Linked DNA regions of Mus musculus: all the other regions are linked to region 3. A link is a contact called in public HiCAR-type and promoter capture Hi-C data. All regions are on one chromosome and are shown on one strand. Each heading gives the region's core, a stretch centred on a gene start, on an enhancer-like site or on the middle of the called end of the contact. The rest is flanking DNA. Distances are from core to core; before and after follow the strand shown. Region 1 holds the start of D630023F18Rik (RIKEN cDNA D630023F18 gene). Region 2 holds the start of Creb1 (cAMP responsive element binding protein 1). Region 3 holds the start of Zdbf2 (zinc finger, DBF-type containing 2). Region 4 holds the start of Ccnyl1 (cyclin Y-like 1). Region 5 holds the start of Mettl21a (methyltransferase like 21A). Region 6 holds the start of Plekhm3 (pleckstrin homology domain containing, family M, member 3).

Region 1 (3,755 bases), core at 915-3,414, 1.8 Mb after region 3:
TTGCAGTCGTTGGTTTTAAAATCTTTTCTTGACTATGCTTATTTTCTCATTCTCATTTCGTGTCCTATTTAGTGGGTGAAGATGATCATAGAGACAACCACAGGATGAGAAAAGCATTAGGAAGGGGACAGGGTGTGTGTATGCATGCATGCATGTGCACGCGCTCACGCATGTGTGTGTGTGTCTGTGTGTCTGTGTGTCTGTGTGTTTGTGTGTGTATGTCAGTTACATATACATTTGATACCTATCCTCTCCCCTTATTACATACAGAATGCAATGGGAATCGCACCAGCGTGACTTGGTTTACCATATCATCTAGAAAGGTGAGTTGGCCTCTTCCTTTAGGATCAAATTCATTTTCCCGAAGTCTGATTCCGATATACTCTCCCCTGAAAAGCAAGAGAGCAGCATTAAACTCTTGGGGGCGACATAGGGTTCCATCCTCAGAAAGAGGCTTTCTTCCTGCTGCCCCTGCACACCCCCAAGACAAAAATGCAACAGAAGTCACTCATGGCCTAGTTGCTATTAACATCCAAATTTGGCTTACATAGTGATCTCCAAAGGCTGCAGGTTTAAAATATCTAATCACAATGAACTTAAATCACATTTATCTTAAAATTAGACACATTGTTAGAATAATTTACAGTTTAAAAAAAAAGGAAGGATTCAAAATGCCAACATACAGAAAAGATTTTTGCAAGAGGAGGGCTAAAAGCCATTGCATAAAATAAAAGATTTCCTGCCAGGCATGGTGGTGCACACCTTTAATCCAAACACTCAGGAGATAGAAGCAGTCACATCTCTTACGGGTATTTGTACTCTAAGAACAGGCCATGACAATAAAGCGTACATTTTTTTGTAAAATTTCCCACAGAACACACTAGCATTAGTCACTAACATACACACACAGAAGATAGCATGTGCAGCAAGAAAATATTTATTCACTCATTTATTCATTTATTTACTTACTTACTCACTTATTTACATGTTATCCATTCATTCTTTTTTTTTTTTTTTTTTTTTTTTTTTTTGAGATAGGGTCTCTATGAGTCATGGCTATTCCAGAATTCTGTAGACCAGATCAGCATCAATTCATAGAGATCCACAAACCTTTGCACCCCCCCCCCCAAGGACTAGGATTAAAGGCATCACAACCATACTTGTCAGAATTGGCATTCTTAGTGTTTTTTGGTGTTGCCTTTTAAACTACTGTTTGTTTTTTGTTATTGTTGTTATCTTAGCATCCAAACACACATGCATAAACATGAATGAATTCTGTACGTGTTTATTCTAGAATTTCTTATAGATTTAGTAAAAGCATTCACTTTCATAGGCAAAGGACATTCGATGGTATCTATGATAAGATCTTTGATGAAAAACATATTCATGTTGTGCCAACAATGTATACAGAATAAAATAAGACTTCCTGTTGTATGATCTGTGATTTTTTTCATCAACATTTGAAAAGTATCCAGTTAAAGGAAAACTGAATGGGATGGAAAAAATGTATGGGAAACTTCATCTTTTTTTTTTTATTAGTCAAGAAAGTTCAGAAGTCAAGAAAACAACAGAGAGGGATCATTTGTTTGCTAAGCTTGGCAATAAAAGCGTCAGATACTGGGCCCTAAGGCACATTTAGGGATTTATACCTTTTGCCAGTAAGTGCTGCCCATTTCAGCGGTGTATCCTGTCCCCCTAGGCTGTAAGAGGTGTCTTGCACATGCATTCTCCTGCAGAAGCATCTTGCCAAGAGATTCTGCATCCTGCCCTGTACCACATGTGCCTGTGTGGCAGGAGACAGAGACTAAAGCATCTGCCCCCCCCCCAAGCAGAGCAGAGAGATACCCCCCCAAGCAGAGCAGAGAGATACCCCCCCCAAGCAGAGCAGAGAGATGATACCCCCCCCCCCTTAGCTTTCTGTCCACCTGCCAATCTAAGAACCATCCGTGAGAGCATTCCAAACGCAAGGCTCAGAAACGAAAGTTATTCTCGGCAATACTCACAGCAGCCTTTTCACCTCCTGCTTCACAAGCCTCCTTTCCATGACGGAAGGCTGTGGCTGAGCAGGTATCTGCAGCTTGACATCCACCGATAGCCTTTAGGAAGAGCAGTTTCTGCAAGCCCAGAAACTACAGCAGCAAATCAGAGGGGATGTGGATTAGGGATGCTGTTGCTACAAATACCAGTCATGGAGTTTGAGGCTGTGGAAGGGATCCAAGACCATCCAGAATTCAGACCTCTTACCCAGCAAGTTCTAGGCAGAAAGTGATCTGGAGGCTAGCCCTGAACCTTGTGCCCATCTGAGATATCATTCCTTTCGAGTTTTAATTAAAAAATAAGCTTAGTAACTAACTTATTTTTGCCTGTGCATATGAGTGTAGGTGTGCATGAACCATGGCACATGTGTGGCTGTCGAAGGACAAGTGTCAGAGGGCAAGGGTCAAGGGATATCATGTGGGATCCAGGGATAGAACGCAGGTCCTGAGGTCTGAGTTTAAGTAGTTTGACCTGCTGAGCTGTCTCACTTGCCCTCTTTCAAGTTTTTCTGACACTCAGTGTGTGTGCAGCCTCACAGTTCTCAACCTTGTAAAACAGAGATGGTTCCTGAAGCAATTGGCAAGGCTCTTTGGGCAGAACCACCCTAACATGTTGACTTGTGATCTGAACGCATTGGAAGTGTCCTGTGTGGGGGTCAACTTGGTGACTCCCAGTGTGTTCACGACAGAGTAACAGCTCATGATGGAACTAATCCATATCCCCATAGCTGGGAGGTCATTTGACAGTTCACACAATAGGGGCAAATGTCTTCCTTCAGTGCCATCCTTTATTTTGAACTGGAAATCAAAGGCAAGGTTATGGGATCAAAGGCTGAAATGTGTCTGAAATGGCACACACAAATTGTTACTAATAAATGAAGGAACTCAGCAACAAATATGACTATAAACTAAATCTGTCAGCATCATTTATATTAATTTAGAAAGATTTGGAGCACTTTGTGATGGCTAGTTTGATGAATCATCGTAGCTGAATTACTATTATTAATATTTGGGCAAATGATATTCTGATGTTTTTATAAAATTGTTTTTTGGATGAGATGAAACATTTAAATGAAATAAACATGTAAACATTACGTTTTAAACTATACATTAAAGGAAAGTATATGTCCCTCCATGATTTGAGTAGCCTTACCTAACTTGTTGAAAGCCTTGAATGAACAAGAGTTGACATTTTCCTAGCAAGAAGGAAGTCTACCAGCAGACAGCTCAGACGCTAACTGCCACTCTTGCTGTGGTCTCCAGGCTGTGTATCTCTGCCATCAAATTCAGAATGACCAAGCATTGATCATTCTACACTCATGGGAACCAGTTTTGCTTTGGTTTTAAATCACTCTCAGTCTGTCTCTTTCCTACTTGTGATAGTTCCGTAGCTGTCTTAGTAAAGATTACACCTGTACACACACACACACACACACACACACACACACACACACACTCACACACACATATTCTCACAAACACACACATATGCACACACACATAAATACATATACTCTTCACACACACATATACACATATATACACACATGTAAACATACATATATTCACTCTCACACACATATATACATACATACACAAACACACACACATGCACATATATTCTCACACACATACACATATATACACACATACATACACTCACTCTCACACATACACATACACACTCACACACACATATACATACATACATACACAAAC
Region 2 (4,082 bases), core at 622-3,121, 1.3 Mb after region 3:
GGCAAATAGACTGGAGTGAGGCAGGGGCAGTTTTAGAGGATGTGGGTAGTGGCCACTGCAGGACTCCAGGCAAGAGACGAAGGCAGCTTAAAAGACTGGTGGAGAAGGCATGGGGACACAGCTCATACACCCAAGTTTTCAGGAAGCAGGCAATCCAGGGGAGCCTAATTGGTATCAGAAGTGGACTCGGTTCCCAATGTATCTGAATGATGTCCTGACCCTTTACTGAGCTAAGAACCGTGGGAGGAAGGGATATGAGAACTCGAGGTGAGTAAGACTACACACTGAGCATCTAGCCAAACGGACCCGGAGCAGAGGCTGCTGGGAAGAGGAATTCAGAGTCCCAGGGTGAGACCTAACTAAGACTGGAGTGTCTGAGAGAAGGCATTTGAAGCCAGTAGAAGAGGATGAGACCACCTAGGGCAAGAGATTACAGTAGGATTGTGGAGGATCCGGGCTCAGATGACTCCTGCACAGGAGTTAGATAAAGGAGAATCTAGTTGTTGAGGAGTAGGGTTAAAAGGAAAACTGGCAAGTGAAGAGGGGAGAGAGTGTTTGGAAGAGTCAAACAGCATCAAATGCTAGGATGGTCTTGAAAATGCAAGATGCAAAACTACATAGACAGGAAGACTGTGACAATTCAGAGCCACTGCAAATGGAGAGAGACAGTAAAAGACAGGTGGAACTCGGAAAGGAGCTTAAGGAGGAAGTTTCTATATTTTATTTATTGCCCACACATACTACTGTGATGTAAGTGCTGAGGTCAAAGGACAACTTATGGGAGCTGGTTCTCTCCTTCTACCACGTGGGTTCTCGAAATTGACCTTAGATTATCTGGCTTGGTGGCAAGGGCCTTTATTCATCTCACCAATGCCACAAGAGTCTTCTTAAAGAGAGGAAGAGACGTTAGCATGCTAAAAGTTCTGGTTAGAAACAAAAGAAAATTAAGCTACTCTTCAGTATAATGTCCTTGGGAAAGCGGGAACGGCTAGGACACACGGAATGAAGGCAAGCTCAGTGTTATAAAACGTCAACAAGGGCTGGCGTCCAGCAGGAACAAAACTATAGGAAGAGGGCTGAACGGCACAACAACAAAAGGTGAAGAACTGGCGGTTAGGGGCAACTCAGAGAGCAGTTGCGGTAGCTTTGAGGCTACGGAAGTCACACTGTCAAGTTCTGGGGTGCAAACGGTGGAAGCCACGCCGCAGCAGCGTGCCACCGCTGCAGAAAGGGCTGAGAAAAGTCAGCACAGGATGTCGCGGGCAGGTAGGGTGGGGATCTGTTTCAAGTGTTGAGAGCAGCATGGCTGATCATTTCTCCAGCCTCAGAGGGAGGACGGTACCCAGTACCTAGGGGCTCTGGCTGGCCGCAAAGCGGAGCTGAATCCCCACATGCCACCTGTGCCATAGCTTTCTTCCCAGCAAAGAACCAGCTCCGGCCCGGCAGACTCCCCTGGCCGGTAGCCGGCGTCTCCAACCTTCCAGCGCCGTCCGCGCGGCTCTGGGCCCTCGCGGCGCGTCAAAGTTCCCGGGCGGTCTGCTTCCGCCGCAGGATCAGACCGCGCGGGGGTTTCCAGCAAGTCCCCGCCACCCCGGGAATCCCCACACCACCCCAAATCTGGCTACACACAAACCCCGCTTCCTCCAAATCTCCTCAGCTGGCGTCCGAAGCCTCCACCCGCCACAGTGAGGCTCGGATCGTGCCTCCAGAGCGGGTCTCAAACCGCCTACACCAGCTTCCCCGGTCAACCCCTTCGCAGCGCCGGGAAGTAGCCGAAGGCCTTCGGCAGGTTCCGCCAGTAGCGCGGGGGCGGGGCCTGTCGAGCGGCTCCGGGTCGAGCTCGGCTGTTTCCGTGAGTGGCCGCTGCGCACTCGGCACTGGGCGGCGCTGGCTGGCTCCCTGGCTGCGGCTCCTCAGTCGGCGGCGGCTGCTGCTGCCTGTGGCCCGGGCGGCTGGGAGAAGCGGAGTGTTGGTGAGTGACGCGGCGGAGGTGTAGTTTGACGCGGTGTGTTACGTGGGGGAGAGAATAAAACTCCAGCGAGATCCGGGCCGCGAACGAAAGCAGTGACGGAGGAGCTTGTACCACCGGTAAGAGGAGCAGGAGGAGGAGGCAGGAGCCGGAGAGAGCCGGGGGGACAGAGGGGGGCCGGGGAGGCGCCGGACACCCGCGCTCGGGGCCTTCCCCTCGCAGGAGGGGCCGCGGTAAAGATGGAGCCTCCGCCCGAGCCCCACAACACCGCCGCCGCTCGCAGCGAACAAAGAATAATGGCGGCGGACTGGAGCCAGCGGCGGCCGGGCGGCAGCGACTCTGCCTGCAGCCAGCGGCGGCGCTCATGGCGGGGGGCGGCCGGGCCGGGGCGGGGTGCGAGCGAGCGGGCGGCCGGCCGCGGCAAGCTGGCGCCCGCGTTCCCGCCGCCGGGCCGGGCCGGGCCCGGCCGTGCCGGGCGCGGAGCCGGAGCCGGCGCGGAGCGGAGCCGCCCCGGGGGAGGCCGCCCGCCGCCGCCCCCCGTTCCTCGCCGCCGCCGCCCGCCTGCTCGCACGCTCGCTCGCCCCGGCTGTGCCGGGCTGGCCGCCCGGGCCGCCGCCTGGGTGCCCGTGGGGGGTGGAGGAGGAGGAAGAAGAAGGAGACAGTTGAGGGCAGAGGAGGTGAAGGTGCTGCCGCCTTCGCGGCGGTGCCCGCTCGGCGAGCCGCAACGTCCGACCTGCTTTCCTCTACAGCGCTCTTTGTGCAATAAAGTTCGAAACCCAAGGTTTTCTCTGGTGCTGTATTTTATTCTTGCCCCTCTCCCCGGCTCCCACGCGGTCGGAGAAAATGCTGTTTTCTGCCCTAGGCTGTTTTAAGGGTTTGGGGTTTTTTGTTTTTGTTTTGTTTGGTTTGTTTTTGTTTTTTGTTTTTTTTTTACTATTTCCCTCACCCCTCGGCTTTGAAGATGAAGAACGAATCAGTAGTCCTGGGAATGCATTCTTTTGGGAAGGAAAGAGGTGCTAAGAAAACATACATGTAATAACTTTTTGCAGAAACTGTTGGGATCTTGTAAAAGGGAAGCTGGTGCTTGAAAACAGTTTCGGTTTTAACCCTTTCCACTAAGATAATGATCACTTGAGGTCAATCATTCTGAAACCCTTAGAAATTATCGAAGGGGAAATTAGTATTAGCGAAGGTACTTTTCGTTTTCTGTCATTTGAAGGGAGGCAGTCTTGCCAAGGTTTTTTGAGTCATCCGTATCTCCCCTTAGCCTCTGCCATGCTCCTCACACGCTTCTGTCTGAACTTTAATGGAGGATTGATATAATTCTCACTCTAAAAATAGTTATTGAAACTATCCATTATTTGTATATTGCCGTAGGTAATCCCAGCCTGAGGTTGATGGCAGTTTAAGCCAGCAGGGGTTGTGGTGTTCCTTTTTTTCCTTCACCTAGAACATCTGCAAAGGGGACTGTCAAAAGTCATTGACACCTTAAAGATCCAAAGACATTTTTAAAGGGCATTGCAGTATGACCTATTTAAACCTGCCATATCTTCTCAAAGTTAAGAGTTTGATCCTAGCCTCAGTTTTGCACCACATCTGCCTTCAAAAGATCTAGCACAAAATACCTTTGGGCCATCTATTGAAATCTTGTGCCCTGATGATCATTTCCCAATTGAAAAGCAAAGCCCAAAATTTTAGTTGATTTGAAAGGTGCACAGTTTTTTATATATTTGGGGGGGGGGGTTGCTTGTTTCTTTTACAATACAACCAGTTACTGTACCATTGAATTGTGATTGGTCCATACAAGGCTTTTGGTTAGGAATAAATATTGATTGGTAATAGAACCATTGTGTTTGATTTTTTTTCTATGCGTCAGGACTCTGAAACTTGACAAGTTACATTGCTAGTCTTTAGCACTCCAATTTGCAATTGTTAAGAAAATTAAGATGCAATAGAAGGAGTTGTTTCCATAGGGTTGAGAAGATGATTTTGTTTCCACACAGTGAAGACTCTATACATGGTAATGTTGATGATAAAATAGTTTTTTCAAAAGATTTTCTACAAGCCAATAGTGATGATACATGAGGATGATTCTTCCCCTGTGAGAATAAAA
Region 3 (4,070 bases), core at 363-2,862:
TACTGGCATCAAGGCAATAGATTTTAGCCCATCTTGTCACCCTCATCTCGGAAGTGCTGGGGAAACTGATTTTGGTTTTAGAAAAATCCTCCTTTCAAAAAAAAAAAAAAAGTCATCCCTTTCCCCAGGAAATCTTTTCCACATTTATTGTGTGTGTGTGTGTTCCTGTGCGCTTGAGCTGTCTTGAGCTAGAAGCTTGCAAGTTGTTTTCAAGTTTGAATGGCGAGATGTCTAATACTTCCCTTCCTTGTAGGGTTGCGGGTTTCATTAAACAATGCATTTTTACTCGTTTGAAGCAAGAACAGTTTTAAACAGCTGCACACATCTTTTGTATGTGGTAGCAATACTGCCATCTGGCCAACAAAATCAAGAGGCCCCAAGTTTTTAAGATGCATTCTGATTTTGGAGATGTTGAAGTGGGAAGATTAAAAAAAAAATGTGTGCTTTAGCTGAAATACAGTTATGTCAGGAGAAAAGGGTTAATTCGTGACTGGGTTTCGTCGATAATTCCAAGGCTGACAAGTGTAAAACATTTCTCTTAAAGACGTTTGTATTTTTGGTGTTTTACAAGAAATCTAGAGACTGGGAATATATACATCAGGGTTTGGCTGGAATGTGTTGTGTGTTGAGTGGCTGGGATGAGTCTCCAGAAAGGCCGTGCCAACAGCACCACGAATACTTTTACATAAAGCATGGCTCCCTAGCCTTGAGCGGTACTTGTACTTTAAGCACTTAGGAGGGCAAAGCAAGAGAATTAAGAGTTTGAGACCAACCTGAGCTACTTAGTGAACACCCTGTCTGCAAAAGAAAAGGATGTGTGTGTGTGAAGGAAATATAGCTTTCAGAGGCTGTTCTTATTTTAGGTAACGATTATTTTCTTCATCACAGACTCTTAGTACATATTCAGTAGTAACTGATTTAGCTTTGTGTCTCCCCATAGCACTTGGTTTTTGCTCACTACTGCTTTTGTAGAAGATAGGGCAGTGAATGTACTTGAGGGCAAACAGATATTTGTTAATTTTCGTAACCCTTTCTTGTGCTTATTAGAAGTCTGAATACCTTGTCTCTTTAAAGGAACCCGGGTCTCCCCTTTTGTTAAAGGGGGCTCATTGGACTCATTTTACAGTTACCCTTCAGCAGTGAAACGCAGAACGCGATAGCAACCTTAAAACAGTGTCTAGCCCTGAGTAAACGGGTCTTTGAAAAGCAGCTTTTGGTTGAGGCACCTCACTGCAGACTCTGGGCAACCAAGCTCTTCATTAACCCCTTGAACGCCATTCTCCTTGCCCGAATTCACATGTTGCTTCGCGAGCCATTTTTCATCTGGTCACTTGGGACTTAACTTCTCCAAAAGCTGAAGCTTGGCTCTGGGTCCCGGTCCCAAGCCCCAAACCCCAAGCTCTGATTCGGGCGGGGGGCGCGTGGGGCGGCGCCTGCAGGAAGTGTGCGCTTTAAGAGCGGGAGGAAGGGGCTCGCAGCGGCGGGGGCTGGCGCGGGGGCCGGGGGCGGCGCCGGGCCGTGCGTCAGAAGGGGCCCAGTGTTCGCACCTTCGCTGACGTCAGAGCTGCAGTGGGGCTGCGGTGCCTTGGCCAGCCCGTGCCAGCCCGAGCCCAGTCGCGACTCGGAGCCCGCGTCGAGCGACACGCGCTCCGCTCCGCTCCGCTCCTCCGTTCCGGGCGGGCGTGGCCCGGGGCCCGGCGGCTTCGGGACGTTTCGGGGGTCCTCGCGGCGCGGCGGAACCCAAGCGGCGGGCAGCGCGCCCAGGCCGGCCGCGGCCCGCAGCGGCCCGGAAGGAGAGCAGGAGGCATCCACGGAGGTGAGTGCCGTGGCGGGGCGGGCCGTGGCGGTGTGCGGGCCGGGAAACCCGCTTCCTGCCCGGGGGCGGCGTGGACGGCTCGTCCGGACTCCCGCGCTCGCCGCGACGGACTCGGGCGGCCTCACGGCGCGCAGCCCCGGGGCGGCTGCGGGGCACGGCGGAGGGAGGAGGTGAGCCCTGGTGGCGGCAGGGACGCGGGAGAGGCCAGGGCGGGCAGCGGGCGGCGGGCGGCGGGCGGACCGGGCCGCGCGAGGCATTCGGCGCCACCTGTCCACACACCCCCTTCGCCGCGTTGCCTGCGCGCTCGGTCCCCGGCCTTCCCCGCCGCGGAGTTTTGCTGGGGACCGTCGATGCTGGGTCGTGTGAGTGTGTGCGTGTTACCGATCGCTTTGCTGCCGTCGTGCAACAGTTGTGTAGAGCTGGTCAGAGACGCCATCGTCGTCTTTACTTGCTCCCAAGAAGGCCCTTTCCAGGTTCTACGGTTTTCTGACGACAGTTATGGGTAGCTCGGGAAAGAAAAAGAAAAGATGCAGGTCGCAAGGCACTAAAAACGGTTTTCGTCCCCAAATGATACTGTTTTTTTTAAATACGTGTATTTGTTTTTGCTGCAGTTATATGCTTCGAGGGGCGGCGAGGGGCATGGAGAAAGCCCGTAGCAAATCTCATCCACTAGAGAGAGTCCATTAACAATTTCAGATTATCAGCCCCTTCTTTTTGAGAATGTATACGTTCATGTACTTGCTTCATGTGCGTGTTTTACATAAGTGTGGGTGTTTATTTTTCGTTCTTTTCACTTAATACATCGAGGACTTTTTCTGTATGGTCTGAAACCAAAGCGTTACATGCTAGCTAGAAACTCGTTGAAAATTTGATTACGTATCACTGCAGTAGCCAGCCCATTGGCTGGAAGAAAGCTGAAATCAGGGTAGCAACCGGTTTCTATAACATATTGTTTACTCTTCCTAATAATTTGGGGCACTGTTTTTCATACCTGTTGGTCAATTGAGAGACTGATGTAGTTATTCATGACTAACATTAAAAAATGAATTAAGATAACAAAAAATGCCAGAATGTATACAGCTAGGGTATTGTTTTGTGAAACCTTTAAAAACTGCGTGTGCGTGTGTGTGCATGTGTGTGTGTACGCGCGCACTCTCGAGCATTGGGTTGTAATATAAAAATGTTATTGCTTCCTATGGTCTCATGCTAAATAACCTTAAAGTCACCAAAGTACTTTCAACACTCAAAAGGTATAAATGATGGAATTAAACTAAATGTTAATTTTATCCTTTTTTGTTTTCAGAGTAGTGATAATTGTATAGTGTACCAAATTTGGTTGCTAATTATTTGCTTTCACCTAATATTAAAACATTTTTTTTCTAAAAATTATTCTATTAAATTCTATTTTTCTATTAAAAAATGTCTAGATGTTAAGGAACTGAAGCACCATTTGCTCAGTTTCACCAGCCACCCTGTTTTTGGTGTGAGACCTGGAACAATATCCTTCCTTATTCTAAACCTCGGGTTGCCTCCTATCTTTTGATAAGATAATGCATTTGAAGCTGCTGACAGCATGCCTGGCTCAGATTAAGTGCTCACGGTTAGCTATTATTATTTTATTAGGACCCAATGGAAGTGTCCAGGATGCTTGTCGCCATCGGGAAACCAGCATAGCATGGATAACCCAAAAGGAAAAAAAAGCAAAGGTGAAAATTAGTTGCTAGTGTTATATGAAGGAACTGACACTGAATTAAAATGGTCTTTTTAAACATGGCTGGGCCATTGTTATGATTATAATTGCTTCTCATATTTCCTACTGGTAGACAGGTAATTTAGATTTCAGGGTTTTGTTTGTTGTAGTTTAACTTTTTAATGCATTTTTTTTTTTAATTTTTGAGACAGGGTCTCAATATTCAGTCCAGGCAGCCTGTGAATTCATGAGCCTCTTGTGTCAGTTTTCCAAATGCAGGGATTGTAGGTGTGCACCACCTCAACCAGCTTCGAGAGTTTTATGTAAAATCATATCCTTCTATTGACTTTTCTTACTTATTTTTTTTTAATTAAGTTGATGTCTTTTGTCAGGCAGTTGAGAAATATTTCCTATGAGGATTCCGAATTTTGCTAGCTTTCATTAGAATGACATAGTCAGTTGAAAGACAATATAATTCCAAACCATTCAACAATATTATTGGTTTATCTCTTGCACAGATGTGCAAGAAAAATTTTTTAGGGGTTGGGGATTTAGCTCAGTGGT
Region 4 (4,067 bases), core at 1,312-3,811, 1.4 Mb after region 3:
CTTACCTCTCCCAGATATTTCTGCCTTCTTGGGGACATCACTTATTAATTCCTCCTTTTCTTCGAAGTCTGAAATTGTGTTGTGCTCATGGGCTCTTACTCTTTTAGTATTAAAGTACTTTCATCTTGCTTTTTCTCCCATCTTAAGAGAAAATTTCTTTAGTTATATACCCTCTGCCTTCTTCTCCCCTCAGGATTCATTTTCATACAACACTTAACAATGTCAAAAACTTTCTTCTCCAAACTTATTCTTCTTTTTATCTGTCTAGGGGAGCGGCATCAAAACCCGCCTACCCTCTAAATCAGAACTTTAGACTTTTTTTTTTTTTTTTTTTTTTTTTGCCTTCTACTTCTGTTCTCCCTCCATATCCAATAGGTAAGTACTTCCTATTTCACTTAGGAAATAAGTTCTTTGTCCACTTAGTCACCAGTGCCCTTTGTTGGAGTTGTCTTTCTTTCCTAGGAAAAGACTAGGCTTCCTTAACTAGACCTTTCTTCCCTTCCTTCTTACTGTCCAGAATAACATAGTCTTAAATACACATGACAATGACTTCTGAACTTCATGTTCAACACTTATTTCCAGTATAAAATCTAAACTCTTGGTCTGGAGAGATGGCTCAGCGGTTAAGAGCACTGACTGCTCTTCCAGAGGTCCTGAGTTCAATTCCCAGCCACCACATAATGGCTTACAACCATCTGTGATGGGAGCCAATGCCTCTTCTGATGTGTCTGAAGACAGCCACAGTGTACTCATACAAATACAATAAATATATACATTAAAAGAAAACAACTAAACTCTTGACCTCATTGACTTTGGGGTCAGATATTTGTGTTTGTACTCCAAGAGCAGCAGTGTGAACTCGTACAGCTAGATTCTCCAAATCTTTGCTTCTCATTTGCCTAAATTTACTGGGAGCCTGGACTGCTGGACTTCAGGAACAGAAATGAACGAGAAGATTCAATTAGGGAAGATATTTAAAATCCCCAAGTGAAAAGATTGCTCTTCCTTAAAATGAACACTACCAAGCACCAACAGTCTCTGTCATTTTCCCTAACCGTGACTTCCTTTCACAGGTACTCGGAGATAAACCTGGAATCCAGACTATTCTGGCCCCTACACGAGCAGTAACCTTGTCATGTAACCTTGAGAAAGTTACTCAGTTTCTGCATGCTCCCCCTACCCTGCCACCGATCAGTAAAATCTGGGAGATCGAACATTGGACTGCTCTTTAGACTTAGCGCTAAGGGAGCTCGGTTGGCATGGTTGGCAATACTTGGTGCATGCTAAAGGTCAATTGCTCTCTACCATCCCCATCACTTAGGACTGTGGGCACCCCACAGTGTGGTTCTCTATTTTGTGGGAGAAAACTGTTCTCTGCATTGCTAGTTAAAGAAACAAAGTCTGGAAACTCCTGTCTTGTGATGGCAGAAAACAAGCGAAACCGGAGTTGCTGGCTCCCAGCTTTTCTGAACCGAGAGTTTGGTCCTTATTTGACGTACGAGGAAATTGAAGAGTGACGTGTCCTCGGGTTTCATGCAAGACACAGTCACGACTCTTTATTGAGAGTAAGGAGCGAGCCCCGGGGTTGCTATGGCCAAGTTGCAAGCGAGAACGTAACACTGGGAAGACAGGAGAAGAGCATTTAGCCATATACAACCGGCTAAGTCCAGTGCAACTTACTTGGGTGAGCAAAGGGAAGCTGTCAAACATGGAGAGACCAAACTGCTGACAAAACCAACTCTTCACCAGGCCGGACCTTCGGGGCCCGCCTTGAAGGGCGGCCTCGAGTAACAAACTGCCGCAGCTCCCCAGTAGGAGCCGGACTCGGCGCAGCTCGAGATGAATGGAAACCAGAATTCGCGCGGCTCAGCTTAAGGGACGGGGCGGGGCTTTGTGAGTCACGTGCCTGGGCCGTAGGCGGGTGCGTGGAGGGAAGTCCGGGTCTGATTGGCTACCCGTCACCAGGTGACCGCGGAGCGCGTTCCGGTTGGCAGGAGCCGGCTAGCGGCCTTCAGTTCGGAGGCGGCGACGGAAGGAGGAGGAGCTCCGGCCGCGCTCTCGGCCCGCAGTGGCTGCGTCTCCCAGCGCTTGTCGGGTCCCCACCCCTTTTAAATAAGCCGGGCTGGTCGCCGCCCTCGCAGACTAGTCCGCTGTGGGGAGGCGGCGGCGGCGAGCCGGCGGGGGTGCGGCCGAGGCCGGAGCCCTGCCCCGGGCTGGGCGGCGGGGCGGGCGGGCGCGCAGCGGGCGCGGCGGCGAGTGCGGGCGGGCGCAGCCCCGCTCTGCCCGGGGCTGCCGGCGCCGACCGCGCCATTGTTGGGGGAGGGGGCGGGCGCGGAGTCCGGGGCGAGCGGAGGCGCAGGCGTCGGCCGAGCGGAGCGGACGCTCCCCATGGGGAACACGCTGACCTGTTGCGTGTCCCCCAATGCCAGCCCCAAGCTGGGCCGGCGCGCGGGGCCGGCAGAGCCCGACTACGAGTCCGAGGTCTACGAGGCGGCGGCCGGGGACGCGGTGGCGGTAGCGCCGGCGCCCGCTGCGGCCGTGGAGCCCGCCGAGTTGGATTTCGGAGCCGGCGAGGGCCACCACCTGCAGCACATCAGTGACCGAGAGATGCCCGAAGGTGAGGAGGCAGCGGGCGCGTCCGGGCCGTGGCGCACCTCTGGCCTCCACCGACTCCCTGGGTCCCGCTGGGAGGCGGCCGCCGCCTCGGGTTCCTTCCTGCCGGGATTATTCCTGGCGCAGGCCTGGACACCGGGAATGAGGGCTGTGGCTCGTGTTCCCACCCCTTATTCTTTCTCGGCCACGTCTGGCCAGTTTCTCTCCCACCCCTACGCCCAGTTCTTCACTCTTCCCATTCTCTCATTCTGACCCGGGACCCTGTACCCGGCACCGCTTCCTCTTTGTACTGCTGTGTACCGTCCAGTGGAACTTAAGACTTCAAGAGACTATAATTGCCCCTTTTCTTAATAAAACTCCCAGGTACCCCTAACCTCAGAATAGCCATCCCATCTCTCTGTCCTTACTTAGGCAGATGGTACGTAAGGTAAGAGCATAATGTTCCTCTTGCTCTGAACGAGTTGAGTAACTGATACTAGAGCAATCTAGATTCAGCATGGTTAAAGATTTCTTATTTACGTTCAAGTAGAGATTGCCACCAAAATGTGTATGGTATTAAGTAGGATTTTGAAAGTAGCCTCAATAATAAAGGTTGCTTTATTACTTTCAGTTATAGTTGGAACACAGAAAGAGGAGACTTCTGTGAAAGATGTTAGTTTCTTTCCAGGCTTCAGAAAAGTACTGCTTCCCCTCCCTAACAAGGAGTAGTTCTGCTTGCTTTAAAATTATCATTTTGGTAAATACATCGCCATTTAACAAATTTCATTTATTTTACCTCTTCCAAAGGAAGCAGGGTGGGGAGAGATTGTTCATTGGGCGTTTAAATGGAGCCAAAAGCTTAAATTTAGCTTTAAATTAGTAATGTAAAGGTTTGGGATTTAAGAAGACAGCCCCCTGCGGGTGCCTGTAATATTTGTTTCTATGGCTCCATTTCCCTGCACACCTTCAGCCTGGAGGTTCTTACTTGGTGCTAAGAAAGTTGAAGCTCGAAAACTGATCCATTGCAGGGTGAGCTGGCTGGGTAGGTAGGAGGGAGAAGAGGAAATACTTGGTGTTTTATAATTATAAAATTTTTGAAAATCTGTGAATTGGGTAAAAAGTAATTCTAGATAGCAGTGTGGTTATTGAATGAAGGCTACAGATCTATAAGACAACGTATCATGAGATGTTTAAGCTACATTGGCTTGTTGGCTTCACTACAAATGAGTTCCTTTAGAATAACTTAAGGCCCATGATCGATACACTTTTGTAACTTTTTGTAATAGTCAAATGTTGTAAAAGAATGTAAAGGTAATTGTATCTTTAAACAGTGGAGTGTGTGTTTATGAAAACTGTCCAGTTTCAATGTTGTAAGTTAAGCCTCTGGATTTACAAACAGTATATGGGTAGTGTTGAGTGAGAGTCCAAATAGGACCTTTTTATAATTCTTGAGGGATTACAGCACAGTATCATGT
Region 5 (3,764 bases), core at 990-3,489, 1.3 Mb after region 3:
GTGAATCTTTGATTTTCTTCAAGGGGCTGTCTGGTTCCTAAGCCATGCTAGAAGGACGAGTCTCAGTGCTCACAGCTGCCTGAGCCGTGACGCTGAGTCACTGTCCCACAGGGACCATGGGCATGTTCTGGGCATCAGCGGGTAGGGTTTCACCGAAAGTTTTGGAATTTCACATGCTGAGCATTTGCTTACAACTCAATAAGTTTTACCCCTCCCCCGCCCCCACCGGAGCTATACCCTAGGAGTACAAGTCTTTAAGCCAATCATTTATTTAACAGCTGAAGACAGACTCTTCATAAGAAGCAGAAAAGCAATAATCTTTCCAAACCATGAAAAACTGAAACCATGACGTCAGTTTCGGACTCTGACTCTACACATTCTTTGTGTGTTTTTTCAGAAACAAACTTAATGAGCCCAGAGCAGTCAGGCCCACGCTTTCTTTTCAGTCTTCCGGTCCTCACTGGGCAGCTAACTAAGTCATTTCACTTCCCTCAGCTTTGCAAAGTGCAATGTATGTAAGGGGGCAAAGGGAATGCCTGGTGGGCAAGGAGATGCAGGGACCATGAAAAACTGTAAATAATGTAATGGGTGTACTACCATGGATGTGCTGAACCACCCAGTGTTTTTGCAGACTTTACATTGGTGGAGACTATATATGAATCATATCTCAATAAAGCCATCAATTTCCTTTTTAGAATACAGTCTTGCAACTGTGGATGTTTTCAAAGGCCCTGCAGTGCTGACTTACCGCATCCCACACCACTGCAGCAACTCCCAGTTGCCTCCAGTCCTGACGGATCTGGATGGTGTGGTTCGCAAAAGAGAAGGTGGCGAGAGGCTTATGGAATTTCTGGAGCCCTATTGCCGCGCTCTCCTCATAGGGTACCAGGGCCATTTCTTCTGTCTATCTCTGCTGAGACCTGTCATGCAAAAAGAATCCTGAGTGTCACCAGAGTCAGAAGTTGAGTGCTGTATCTTACTTAAGTAACTTGGAAAAGCTGTTGACGTTATTACAAGTTCAAACTAAGAAATAGACTGAGGTGCATCCAATTTCTTCAACAGCTTTTCCTCCGAGACTTGAGGGAAGTGAAAATTGGCTCTGAATTGGTGTCAACTAATAACTCTGAGGAGGAAACGCCTAGAAATCTCTAACTACTGTGGCACCCTACAGGCTCCTGTTACTACTTGGGCATTACATAAAGAACGGTACACGAAGTGACAGTGACGGCCCTGGGCACCTGATCTGTCTGGACCCAGCTCCCACATTTTTGTTTGTTTGGTCCGCCAACCTACATCCTCATGTTCAGCTAGGACAAAGGAGCCAAATGCGTACTTCTGCTAAATCCTAAGGGTTCGCCCTGCCTTTTGACCCTAGAAGGCTCCCTACGGCAGAGTGGATGGAGTCACCCTGGGGGCTGGAGCGGACAATACTGGCGGACAACCCGCGGGACAAAAAGCACGTCCCGCACGACACCCGGGGGCCACAGATGCGCTTCCCTCGCGCCCACGAAAGAGTCCCGGGAACCCAGCATGGTGGGAGCAGGGCTCTGCAGAGACTCCTTTCGGACCCTCGGGTGGAGGCTTGGCGCCCACACAGCCCGCTGGCCACCCTGCAGTGCCTCCACGTAGATACTCACGGTTCCGGGAGGGTACCCGAGCCGCGCAAGCGCACAGCCTTGCCCAGTCGCTGTGCGGAGCTCCTCCTTAAAAGGCTGGATTGGCAGAAGGCGGTGGAAGCTGGTTCCGGGAAGAGAGACGCGGGTTTCCGGTCCCCTTCCCCGGTACCGCCGCTTTCCCCTGGCCCGTGCTGTGTAGTTCCTGTGAGGCCCTACGGTTTTGGGGCGCCAGGGAGGGCGAGTGCACAGGGGCGTGGGGTGCCTTGCATGGGAGAAAGGCCGACCTTAAAGTGGACAGTTAGTCGGCGACGTTGGCGCCCAAGGATGCGTAGCGAAGTAGAGAACTAAACGTAGTCACCGCGTTTGGTGGCAGTGAAGTGGGAGAGAACACTACCGAGCATCCCTAACCACGGCGCGGCTGGGGAGTGGGCGTGCGACGCCCAGGCCGGGTTTTGAGCCCGACCACATGCGCTCGGGCGCTCGCGTCGCTCCACGCCGCCACTCTGCTGGCCGAAATGGACGCCTTTCTAAATCCTGGCCGGCAGCCTCGGCTGCAAACTCCATCCCCGGACCTGGCCACCCAAGGGTCTCCGCGTGCCGGACCCTGCCGAGCCGCGACCGCCCTCGCCTCTCCCGGCCGGCAGGGGGCGCGCCTGACCTCCACATTCCAGCACCAGCTGCGGGAGACTGGGGACAAGTGGCCTGCAGTAAACTGGGGACCAGTAAGAGCCCTTTCCTCAAGTTACTGAGTTTCCTGTTTGGGTCTTTTCTTCCTCCGTTTTTTCTCTTAGTAAGTTTTCTCCTTACTTGCTCCATGGCTTTGTGCTATCTCGGCTTCTCAGCTTCCCCTTTTCCTTTTCTTATTAAAGCTCACGTTTTTGCGCTAGAGAGAGCTAATCCGATTTCATCAGTGAATACGCACAAGTGAAAAGACCACACCACGTTGATATGTAGTTACTAGAAGAAGAAATACCTTTCTTCCGTGTGTTTTCTGTTTTATTTCTTTCTTTTGGGGACCTAAACTAGGCACAGGAAAGTGTAGACTTTGGGTCAGAAAAACATTCAAAAATGTAAATGGGTTGACCTCCCCAGATTCCTGGGATCTAGCTAACCATTCTGTCTCCCTATTCTCCATCTTTCCACTGAAAATGTATACACACACAGGGGAGGATTGCATACATATGTATATGACTTTAAAACTTCCCCCAAGCTCTCCAGCACACTGCCAACAAGAGCATTTGCAACATTACATTTACTTACCGTGTTCCTTTTGCCCCTCCTAGCTCCCAGAGTTGTAATTATTGCCGACTTGCTTAGAAAGGGCACACATCCGCTTAGGAAAATCAACATCTATAGCAGTGTAGACATTAAAGAGAGCACAAACAGAAACCACTGGTGAGCCTCTAAATATCTGAGAAGAAAGACTTGTTTAATCCTTGGGGGAGAGAGTAATGAGCATTTGATAGAGTACATATTTAAGTGCTCAGCCTGCTATATGGCTGTCTTTAATATGCCCAGGGATTTTCCTATCCTTAGTTCATACTTGACCATACAAATTGTTCTTACCATCAGAACGTGGGTGAAAGAGCCCCTCGCAGCTGGGTAGTTGCTCCTTTCTCACTATCCCAGGGCTTTGGTTTGGTTTAGTTTAAAACAGGATCTCTCTTCTCTACATAGCCTTGTCTGCCCAGGAACTCACTATATATGTACCAGGTTGGCTTCAAACTCAGATGCACCTGCCCCAGACTGGCAAGTGCTGAGATTACAGGTTGTGTGTCACCATGCCTAGCCAAGGCTTGTGTCTTAACATCCAGGCTCTCTTTAGCACCAGGTCCCCGGTTGGAGCTTCACAACTGAAACAGGAGTGAGAAAGAAACCTTTGTAATCGTGGAGAACAGAGCGTGCTGCAGCATTGCTTAGGTGGTACCACAACGGGGGGTGCTAACAACTTGGGAGACTTCCAATGTGAGTGAGGTAGAGGGGCTGGAGAAATGACTTAGTGGTTGAGAGCGCCTTTTGCTCTTGCAAAGGATGCAGGATCAGAACCCAGCACCCACATGATGGCTTACAAAAATCCAAGACTCCACCTAAGTGCCACGGACCCAGTGTCCTCTTCAGTCCCCTGTATGCACAAAGCACACATACCGT
Region 6 (3,620 bases), core at 377-2,876, 1.7 Mb after region 3:
AAAAACAAAACAAACAAAAACAAACAAACAAACAAACAAAAAAAAGAACTCCCCCCTCCACGCCTTCCCGAACACTTGACAATTATTCATCTGCTTTTCAGTAGTGGAATATTTTAATTTGATATACTCATCAAACACTTATTCTAGGTACTGTTCCAGGGGCTTTAAAAACATCAAGTGGCACATGCCTTTAATTCCAGCAGAGGCAGGTGGATCTCTGTGAATTCAAGACCAGCCTAATCTACATAGCAATTTCCAGGCTAAACAGGGTTACATAGAGAGACTCTCTCAAAAAAAACATACATATTTAATAACTCATTGAATCTTTGATGAGGTGGCTATTATTCCCATTCTACAGATTAGGAAACAGCTAAATTGAGTAAACTTTCCAGGATGACGAAATGAGAAAGTGACCAAACAAGAATTTAAGCTGAAGTAAGCTTTCAGGATCTTGCCAGAACAATAGCATTGTTAAAGTACTTACTATAAAGACAAACACACAAGTTATTGATGTTATTTCTTGGTACATGACATTTACACACTTCGTGTCAATTTAACCTAATACTTGACTCCTAGTGAAGTTAGATTATGTTACCAAGGTAACACATGTATATTGACCTTTTAAAGACCTCATTTTTGCTATGGTATTTCTTTAAGTAAATGAAATAAAAACTACTTGGTGTTTTAAGCAACCACTTATAACGTGTACTATTCTATAATGCTGTATAAGTACAAGTCACAATTTATTATGATTTGTTGAAAATATTTTACAGGAAAAACCCAGAAGTTTCTTTCTAGTTCCATGGATCAAAGAAAAAAAGGGGAGGAACTAAATAACATTTACAATAATATATCTCAATCTTTTTAACCTGTAAAGGCGCCTTGCTTTGCAAACTATACATATAAGCCCAGCCTCTATTTGTCTTCTGAAATCAGAATTTTTTTTCCAGCTTAAGGGCCTGAGGACTCCTTATCTTGTTTTGTTTGTTTTGTTTTTGTTTTCTAGCTTAATAAGCTTTTCATACAAGACCAATCTATCATTAGTCCTGTACTGTCATTTACTATACATTCAAAATGGGCTCAGTCAATAGAAAGAACAAACGTAGCGTTTCTCTGGGGCTAAAAGCTCTACTGGGGTTTGGTTTCTATGATCGCTGGGGAGGGGTTACTAAAAACAACGCAGAAACAGGATCACCTTATTCAACTACTTTCTAATTTGCGTTACTTGATTCACAAAAAATAAACACCAGGTCATGTCTTCCTCCTCACTTAGCCACCCACAAATGAAGTGCTATCCCCAGCGCGAAATACAACAGAAAGCGGTGCGTGGGAAGAACCCCGGCGACCCCGGGGAGCTCCGGGGATGCGTCATCCCGTCCCCCTCCCCGCCCAAGGCCGCCGTGAGGAGGATGCTCACCGCGGCTCTGGTCCCTTCTCCCCTGCGGCCTGCAGCCGACCCCCGGCAGGACCCCGACCCGGGCAGCCCGCCCTCCTCACCGCCAGCGACTGCGCTCCAGCTGCCGACCATCCCGGCCCGGCTCTGTTTACAAGCGGCTTCTCGCGGTCCCACGCCCAAAAGCTTCCCCGCGGCAGCCCGGCAACAGGATCCGATTACACAGAGTTCCAGCCGGTGAGGACCGGTCCCTCCTACGGGAGGAGCAGGCGGTCGGGCGGGGCCTGACCTCCTTATCTTATTGTTTGCTTTACAGCCTTTATCCCAGGCTTGGTCCCTTCCACGTTCTTCCCAAGACCGAGGATGTTTGCAGTTAAAACTGTCACTTGGAACCTACCAGGGCAGGGCCAGCTAGCAGCAGTTGCTAAGAATAAGAGAATTTCTCAGAAATAATGCTTTCCAAACATAGGAATGAACTGCTTGTCATCTTTGGATAGGTGCACGAACTGCTTTTCATCTTTAGTTAGGTTCACGGTTTTAAAGGATGTGGTTGAGGGGAAATGTCTCTAACCTGGCTGTGGATTCCTAGTCTAGCAGCTAGGGCTTAGGGAAGGGCAAGAAGTCACCTCTCCTGAGGTCTGCTGGTAACCAGCCACTTTGCAAAGACGTGCAGTTCCGGTTGGATGAATCTTCCTTTCAGTTTTCAGTCTTAATTTGCCATCACAGCATACTTCTTAGTCGGTTTTTTTTTTTTTTTTTTTTTTCAATTAAGCTTAGTAAGAGAGGGGCGGGGGCGGGGTAGCACACACTTTTAATCCCAGCACTGGCACTGAGGAGGCACAGGCAAGTGAACCTGTGTGAGTTTGAAGCCAACCTGGTCTACACAGAGAGTTCCGGGCCAACCAGAGCTACAGGCTTTGTCTCAAAAGCAAAAGCAAGCCAAGCAGTGGTGTCACAAACCTTTAATCCCAGCACTCAGGAGGCAGAAGCAGGTGGATCTCTGTGAGTCTGAGCCCCTCCACCCTTGTCTACAGAGTGAGTTCCAAAACAAAACAACAACAAAAGCAAACAAAGCACAAACAAACGCGTGTAAGTCAATGACCAGTATCCATATTCTGTTTAAAAATGGAGAGAATTAGGACTCAACAGGATATATAATATTTTTTTTGAAAGTCAAATCTTTAAAAAGTACAGAATCAAATTGTGATTGGTTGAATAGATTTGGCTCCCATAGACTCATGTTTCAATGCTTGGCCATAAGGAATGGCACTATCAGAGGTGTGACCTTATTGGAGTAGGTACATTCTTGTTGGAGGAAGTGACTGCTACTTAAGCCGGCTTTGAGATTGCTGTATACTAAGGTATAGGTATATTAAGCTCTGCCCAGTATGGAATCAGAGCCTCCTCCCAGCTGCCTGAAGTAGACTGTCTCCTTCTGGTTGTCTTGGCATCTAGATGTCGAACTCTTGGGTCTTCCAGCACTTGCCTGTACACTGCAAAGTTCCTGCCATAATAATAATGGACTGAACTTTTGAAGCTGTTAAGCCAGCCCCCAATTAAATGTTTGTCTTTATGAGAGTTGCCTTGGGCCGGGCGTGGTGGCACACACCTTTAATCCCAGTACTTGGGAGACAGAGGCAGGCGGATTTCTGAGTTCGAGGTCAGCATTTCTGAGTTCGAGGTCAGCCTGGTCTACAAAGTGAGTTCCAGGACAGCCAGGGCTATACAGAGAAACCCTGTCTTGAAAAAAACCAAAAAAAAAAAAAAAAAAAAAAAAAAAAAAAGAGTTGCCTTGGTCATGGTATCTCTTCACAGCAATGAAAATTCTGACTAGGACAGAAGTAGAGATATGTTTGTCTAACTAAAACACAAATTCATAACATATAGCTTCCCAAATATTTACTATATAAAATTCCAAATATAGTCCGTAGTCAGGAGACTAAAAGACACTGAAACAAGAAACACAATAAAGTAGTTACGATTTTTACCCTTGTTTAAAAAAAGATGATTCCAGCATCATCTGTACTGGAACTTCATTACTGAAAGCAAATTCAGAGTGTAACAACTTAGATTTAAGAAAACAAACCCAAACATTTATTGTCTTTAAATCTATGTTTGTGAAATGACTGAATTTACTTCTGATCACTAACACAGGAATCCAATAATTCCATCTGAGAAGCTGTTGACTTCTGGGCTAGTCAACATCTGGGAATATTTTGTTCTTTTA

What was found. Promoter capture Hi-C pulls out the DNA fragments that hold promoters and counts their contacts. HiCAR-type assays count read pairs that join an accessible place to other places.
Region 1: a contact with region 3 is called in a promoter capture Hi-C map of hippocampal neurons, with 3 times the contacts expected there. The contact joins the promoter of D630023F18Rik here to the promoter of Zdbf2 in region 3. A contact is called at or near these places in 2 of 39 promoter capture datasets (the HPC-7 cell line and hippocampal neurons) and 1 of 115 datasets of contacts at active chromatin or transcription factors (astrocytes).
Region 2: a contact with region 3 is called in a HiCAR-type map of astrocytes, with 4 times the contacts expected there. The contact joins the promoter of Creb1 here to the promoter of Zdbf2 in region 3. A contact is called at or near these places in 2 of 39 promoter capture datasets (frontonasal cranial neural crest and hippocampal neurons) and 3 of 115 datasets of contacts at active chromatin or transcription factors (astrocytes, embryonic stem cells and stem cell-derived neural progenitor cells).
Region 4: a contact with region 3 is called in a HiCAR-type map of astrocytes, with 4 times the contacts expected there. The contact joins the promoter of Ccnyl1 here to the promoter of Zdbf2 in region 3. A contact is called at or near these places in 2 of 39 promoter capture datasets (cranial neural crest and hippocampal neurons) and 1 of 115 datasets of contacts at active chromatin or transcription factors (astrocytes).
Region 5: a HiCAR-type map of astrocytes shows a contact between it and region 3, with 4 times the contacts expected there. The contact joins the promoter of Mettl21a here to the promoter of Zdbf2 in region 3. A contact is called at or near these places in 2 of 39 promoter capture datasets (embryonic stem cells and hippocampal neurons) and 1 of 115 datasets of contacts at active chromatin or transcription factors (astrocytes).
Region 6: a promoter capture Hi-C map of hippocampal neurons shows a contact between it and region 3, with 3 times the contacts expected there. The contact joins the promoter of Plekhm3 here to the promoter of Zdbf2 in region 3. A contact is called at or near these places in 3 of 39 promoter capture datasets (cranial neural crest, hippocampal neurons and liver).

What each region holds. Positions count from the first base shown.
Region 1 is chr1:65,121,050-65,124,804 of GRCm38.p6, forward strand. It overlaps D630023F18Rik (RIKEN cDNA D630023F18 gene), which reads right to left and starts at 2,165. Exons shown (of 8, transcript NM_001285882.1): 1 at 2,004-2,165; 2 at 308-389. The coding sequence starts at 2,044.
Region 2 is chr1:64,530,933-64,535,014 of GRCm38.p6, forward strand. Creb1 (cAMP responsive element binding protein 1) reads left to right here and starts at 1,872. Exons shown (of 9, transcript NM_009952.2): 1 at 1,872-2,088.
Region 3 is chr1:63,271,657-63,275,726 of GRCm38.p6, forward strand. Zdbf2 (zinc finger, DBF-type containing 2) reads left to right here and starts at 1,613. Exons shown (of 7, transcript NM_028673.1): 1 at 1,613-1,816; 2 at 3,440-3,522. Gm11608 (a long non-coding RNA gene) reads right to left here and starts at 1,600. Exons shown (of 3, transcript XR_865482.2): 1 at 1,548-1,600.
Region 4 is chr1:64,688,784-64,692,850 of GRCm38.p6, forward strand. It overlaps Ccnyl1 (cyclin Y-like 1), which reads left to right and starts at 2,562. Exons shown (of 10, transcript NM_001097644.1): 1 at 2,562-2,617. The coding sequence starts at 2,608. It overlaps 2810408I11Rik (RIKEN cDNA 2810408I11 gene), which reads right to left and starts at 1,876. Exons shown (of 2, transcript NR_038009.1): 1 at 1,681-1,876.
Region 5 is chr1:64,615,525-64,619,288 of GRCm38.p6, forward strand. Mettl21a (methyltransferase like 21A) reads right to left here and starts at 2,240. Exons shown (of 3, transcript NM_025964.4): 1 at 749-2,240. The coding sequence starts at 895.
Region 6 is chr1:64,955,198-64,958,817 of GRCm38.p6, forward strand. Plekhm3 (pleckstrin homology domain containing, family M, member 3) reads right to left here and starts at 1,627. Exons shown (of 8, transcript NM_001039493.1): 1 at 1,498-1,627. Gm51627 (predicted gene, 51627) reads left to right here and starts at 1,382. Exons shown (of 3, transcript NR_165472.1): 1 at 1,382-1,630.